2 separate regions of the Oryctolagus cuniculus genome follow, and region 1 is linked to region 2. A link is a contact called in public Micro-C data. All regions are on one chromosome and are shown on one strand. Each heading gives the region's core, a stretch centred on a gene start, on an enhancer-like site or on the middle of the called end of the contact. The rest is flanking DNA. Distances are from core to core; before and after follow the strand shown. Region 1 has its middle 19 kb from the start of PTPN14. Region 2 overlaps SMYD2 (SET and MYND domain containing 2).

Evidence for each region. A called contact is a pair of places that touch in the nucleus more often than the background predicts.
Region 1: a Micro-C map of ear pinna shows a contact between it and region 2, with 4 times the contacts expected there. The contact joins two enhancer-like sites. A contact is called at or near these places in 3 of 6 Hi-C or Micro-C datasets (ear pinna, psoas muscle and an unstated tissue).

The regions. Positions count from the first base shown.
Region 1 is chr13:28,853,564-28,856,263 of mOryCun1.1, reverse strand. No RefSeq gene overlaps it. Among named protein-coding and RNA genes, the nearest start is that of PTPN14, 19 kb to the right of the region's middle. Within about 2 kb of position 1,328, at least 1 of the 8 cell types and tissues checked has an H3K27ac peak or open chromatin away from gene starts, as enhancers often do. A contact at or near this core is called in ear pinna, where this site is marked.
Region 2 is chr13:28,633,022-28,635,721 of mOryCun1.1, reverse strand. It overlaps SMYD2 (SET and MYND domain containing 2), which reads right to left. Exons shown (of 12, transcript XM_002717406.5): 12 at 1-2,165. The coding sequence ends at 2,085. Among named protein-coding and RNA genes, the nearest start is that of SMYD2, 53 kb to the right of the region's middle. Within about 2 kb of position 1,406, at least 1 of the 8 cell types and tissues checked has an H3K27ac peak or open chromatin away from gene starts, as enhancers often do. A contact at or near this core is called in ear pinna, where this site is marked.

The sequences.
Region 1 (2,700 bases), core at 79-2,578, 220 kb before region 2:
TTACCTGTCTAAAATGAGAAAGTAGCCCCTCTTAATATCTGGCCCCCTCTTAGTCCCACTGCTGATGCTAAGAGATTTCCTGGGGCCAGCATTGTGATTAACCCACTGCCTGCTATGCATGCACCCCATATGAGCACTGATTTGAGTCCCAGGTGCTCCACTTCCAATCTGGGTGTCTGCTAATGCACCTGGGAAATCGGCAGAAAATGACCCACATACTCAGACTCCTGCATGCACATGGGAGACCTGGATGAAGCTCTGGGCTCCTAGCTTCAGCCTGGCCCAGCCCCAGCTGTTGCAGCCATTTGGGTGAGCCAGCAGATGGAGGCTCTCGCTCTCTCTCTTAGGGGATAGAGTGTATGTATGTCTCTGAAGCCAGGATGTGTGGACCAAATTTTAGTTTGGAGTTTCTTATGTCCAAGCTCACCTGAAATGAAAAATTCAAAAATCCAGAGCATCCGAATTCTTCAGCTAAATGAATACAAAGGTCCTTCAAAAAGTTTGCAGAAAAAATGGAATTAAAATGAATTTATTTGGTGCAAAAGAACTTTTTTTCATAAATCATGGAAAATACATATTAACTAAGCATGGATTTCTAAAATTTTCTGCACCAAAAGAAATGCATACTTTCATTCCATGGACTTTTTAGAAGTCCCCTTTGTAGACAGTCAATGCTTATGAGTAACTATGTTGGATCATAGTTTGTTATTTCCTTCATAGGGTGGTGCAGTTTCAAGGAAAGGTTTGGAGCATAAGACACGCTTGATGGGAATCTTGGAGATAACTTTCAACAGCCAAGACAGCCTTCCTACTAATAAAAGCTCACCTAAAGAATTTTTCTAATAGGCTTCTAAGTTGCTAATGATCACACAGCCCTAATTAGCAGAATATGGGCATCTATTTAATTAACCCAAAGTCTTAATGTATCGGAAGCCAACTCAAGCCAGGTAAATTATTTGTTGTCATTATCTGTAAGTGGTATAACTTTAACAAAACTGGCAGATTTTCTTTTTTCCCAGTCTCCTTCTGGATGCATAAAACTGGGTGCTAGCTTAATAACCTAAGGCCATAAAGTCCTCTAACATGCTGGTTCATGCTGGGTGGCAACAGGTTTATTTTTCATGATTATGTAATCTGAATTGCTGTTCCAAGGAAGGATTAGAAAATGAGCTATTAAGTTGGATGGCCAGCAAGCATATAGTCTAAAAGCACATGTATGTCAACTACACGTACATTAACTCAGACCCTTCTTCCTAAACTGTCATCCCACCCTTGTACAAGTTGATGAATATAAATCAAGTGTGACCCATGAGAAATGTTGTCCTGTAGCTGGCTGAGGTTTACACAGAGCGTTCAAATGCCTACTAGGGATTTTTAGGAAGGATATTTGATCTGCTCAGTGTTCAATAACAAGCCAATTAGCCAATCTAGGCAATTAGTATGCTAGTACCCACATTATATTTACTTCAAAGATTTTATTTTAAAAATAGGGTGTTAAAACATAAGAGTGCAGTCTAGATTCAATCCAAAGACTTGTGGTGCTAGGCAGGTGTTTATCAACTAGATTTATTTAGAAGAGAAATTCACATTGTTCTTAACCTCCCAGACAAAGCTTAAAACCACAGCAAGTTACAGCCTGGAGTTTTGCATTCCTGCGACTCACAAGCAAGCTTCCTGTTCCTTCTTGGCTGGCAGACTCCAAGGCCAGAAAATGAATGCATCGATTCTTATAGCTTGAGAATCTGCCATGGCTTTCAGCCCATGAGGTTCTGGGTGCCAGACCAGGTGTTATTAAAAAAAAAAAAAAATCCCTCCCAGAGATTTGGATTTGACTTGAAGATAACAGTGGGAGAAGTGCAAACTGAGCTAGGCATTTGGATAAAGATCATATCTAATAAAGATCCATACTCATGTATATCCCTAAAAGGAGTGTTCCAGAAAAACTGAGAACCAAACTTGGAAAATTCAACATTTCCTGGGATCCTCTTGATACGTTTCAGGAATTAAGAAAAAACAAAAAAACAAAAAAAAAAAAAAAAAAAGAAAAGAAAAGAAAAAGGGCAGTGCAGCCACAAGATTCTTGGGCTTGATTGTTTTCCAAATGAGGGCAAGTGGCAGATTTTTTTAAAGTGATATGGTGAGTTTGTACTTTCTCATGTTAGAACCTACTAGAAATCAGAACCTACTAGAAGTCAGAACCTACTGAACCTTGTAGGTGAGGGAAATAAGCTGTAACTCTGGCAATGTGGGGGGTGCGGAGAGAAAGAGGGAGAGAGAATTCCAGAACTTTTTCTTGTATGGAAGACCATGGGTCTGTTTTGAATTTTAAACAGAAAAAAAAAAAAAAAATAGGGCCAACGCAGTATCACAGTGGGTTAAAGCCTCAGCTGCAGTGCCAGCATCCCATATGGCCGCCAGTTCAAGTACTGGCTGCTCCTTTTCTGATCCAGCGCCTTGCTAATGCTCTTGGGATAGCAGCGGAGGACGGCCCAAGTGCTTGGGCCCCTGCACCCACATAGGAGACCCTGAAGAAGCTCCTGGCTCCTGCTCCAAGCCATTGCGGCCATTTAGGGAGTGAACCAGTGGAAGGAAGACCTCTCTGTCTCCACCTCTCTGTAATTCTTTCAAATAAATAAAATAAACCTTTAAAAAAAAGTTAAGGGTATACCAAACACCAGTTATTCAAATAGTATACTCAGG
Region 2 (2,700 bases), core at 157-2,656:
GTTCCGACTATTGATCGTAGGGGCCAGCTCTGTGGTGTAGTAAGTAAAGCCACCAGCTGCAGTGCCGGCATCCCATATGGGCACCAGTTCAAGTCCTGGCTGCTCCACTTCCAATCCAGCTCTCTGCTATGGCCTAGGAAAGCAGTGGAAAAGCAGTGGAGGATGGCCCCTGCACCCACATGCGAGACCCAGAAGAAGCTCTTGGCTTCTGGCTTCGAACTGGTGCAGCTCCGGCCATTGTGGCCATTTGGGGAGTGAACCAGTGGATGGAACACCTCTCTCTCTCTGGCTCTGCCTCTCTGATGAAACTCTTTCAAGTAAAATAAATAAATGTTTTAAAAAAAGCTATTCATCGTAGTATTGTTTTTTCTAGCAACAAACTGGGAAAAATCATACCGTAAATAGAACGGCTGAGTAAAAGACGACATGCATTCAATGCAATATTCTGCCCCTAAAAACAAGGCGAATCTCTATGGACTGAGGTGCAAAGGAAGCCATATTAAGTCCAAACAGATTACAAACTCATGTGCCAGTCCCATCCTGCCTTTGTTTTCCTATTTGCATAGATTCGTTCTAGAGGCCTGGCGAGAAGGGGGAGCACACTGAGCAGACTGTAGGGCTCCCTCTGTGGCCGGGGGGGGGGGGGGGCTGGTGACAACACCTCCCTCTCTTCACATGCGTTGTATTAACCTGTGAATATGTAACTTCCATCCATTTTATAAAACCTACAGAGAACAGCGGCTACGCTTATTGCAGGCTTAGCCACAGAAACTGGAGGAAATCGGCTCTCTTCAAACACTCAGCTCCCTGACCTGGGCCCACGCTTGCTTTTATGCGCTCTGTGAGCTACAGGGAGGACTGTACATATAGTGGCTTACTGGGCTTGGACAACAGAATGCATTCCACCTGTTAAATCCTCCCGTGCAGCACACCGAGGGAGGTGTGTATGTACACGTGAGGGAAGGAGGGAAACACCCCAGCCGGCCATTTGAGCTGTGTGCAGATCCCGACTATGAAAGCCAACTGCAGCGTAAACTGGGCGGCTTTACCGGTAGGTGCACAGGGCCGCTGCTCTCTAGGATACAAGACGCCTTCCTTGGAAACACCCCTGCACTCGGGGGCGTGCTGGCTCCGTCTGGGTGGCGGCTGCCAACAAGCCATTCCTCAGCGCGCTGCTGTCTGGGCCCAGGGGCCACACAACACGGGGCTGCTGCTGGCCTTGTGGGTAGAGATCCGTGTTTGCTCACAACACAGCGTTGGTAAGGAAAGAAAATTTTCCCTTCCCAAGCTTACCCTGGAGTCATTCCAAATAAAGAAAAGGAGTACTGTGCAGACCCAGCAGTGGGGCGATCAAAGCGCAGAATGCTTTCAGATGGGGCAGCTAAGACGGCAAGGCTGGCACTGAGCACTGTCCCACACCGCAGGGCTCCGGGTGCCCAGGGGAGACAGAGCAGGGGCCACCGCCTGCCAGGGAGGCGCCCAGGGCCCACCGAAGGCTCCTCCAGCCAGACACTCTGCTTTCACCGTCGCGTCTTCTCTCTCCCTTCCTGGTTCTTCCTCCATAGGCGTCGTCCCAGGAAATAAAGTGCAGGATCAAGAGGCCTCCGGGTGCCACTTGTGGGGAGAAGTCTGGGACTCGCAGCACTGCGGAGAACACGTGTCGCTTCCAGGCCAGGGACTGGGCTCCCGCCACTGCCCCTTCGGCGGCCTCCCCATGCACAGAAGAAAACACAAACCGCAAATACCGTTCTCCCTTTTATTCTCCCTCATCCCCCAGATGTGTTCAGAGCAGGACAACAGGGATGACGGGAAGAACAGCTGCGTTTTTAGAACTTGGATCTGCCCAAAGTATATTCTAAGACACGAAACCATGCTGTTACCTCTTAGGAAAAGAAATCATTCAAAACTCATGGGCTGCTCAGGCTCCAGGCCAGTTTGGCGGGGTGGCAAGTGCAAGGTCTCAGTGCAGGAAGGTGCTGTCATTCCAGCGGCTCACGGGGGTGCAGGCGTGGTGGGGAAGAGTGGAAACGAGTCCGCGAGGATCTCTGGACAAAGCATTTGATGAAAACAGATGCTGCATAGTTTCACTGGCTTTCCAGCTCCTGCTTGATCTCAGAAATATACGGGTGGTCTTTGCCGTGAGCTACTTCCATGATTGCAATGGCCTACGGAGAGAAAGACAGAGGAAGCGTGAGCGTGGAGAGGCCCGTGCGCCCACACCTCCCCCGGGGCTGCCCAGGACTCAAGCCGGACTCCTCGGCTCTAAGGCACAGGACAGGAGCTTTTGCAGAGTCAGGCTTGGGAAAGAAAGGAGACAAGACAGACTGGTCGCAGCTGGTCATCCAGTCCCTGCTGCCACGTCAAACGCGCTGCACCACTGCCCGGGCGGTAGCACGGGAAACGAGGAAGAGAAAGTGACTTCATGACGTTCTTTTGCCCCGAGATTCTACGTGTTAGAGTCAAAAAGGCTCGAGTGACCCAATCATTTGGCTACGTTCAGTTAGAGAAACAGGCGATGCTGGAAGAGCAAAGTCGAAGCAAAGTTCAGCTCGAACCCACCTGGGCTGCGGCTGAGCTGACAAACCTGTAAGCTGTCACTCAACTCTTCTTCCCTGTCACACGGAATTAAACTGAAAGTAGGTAGCTCGGCATGGGGGTGCTGCCCAGCACGTGCTGAGGACGGTCTCTACAGTGGGGGAC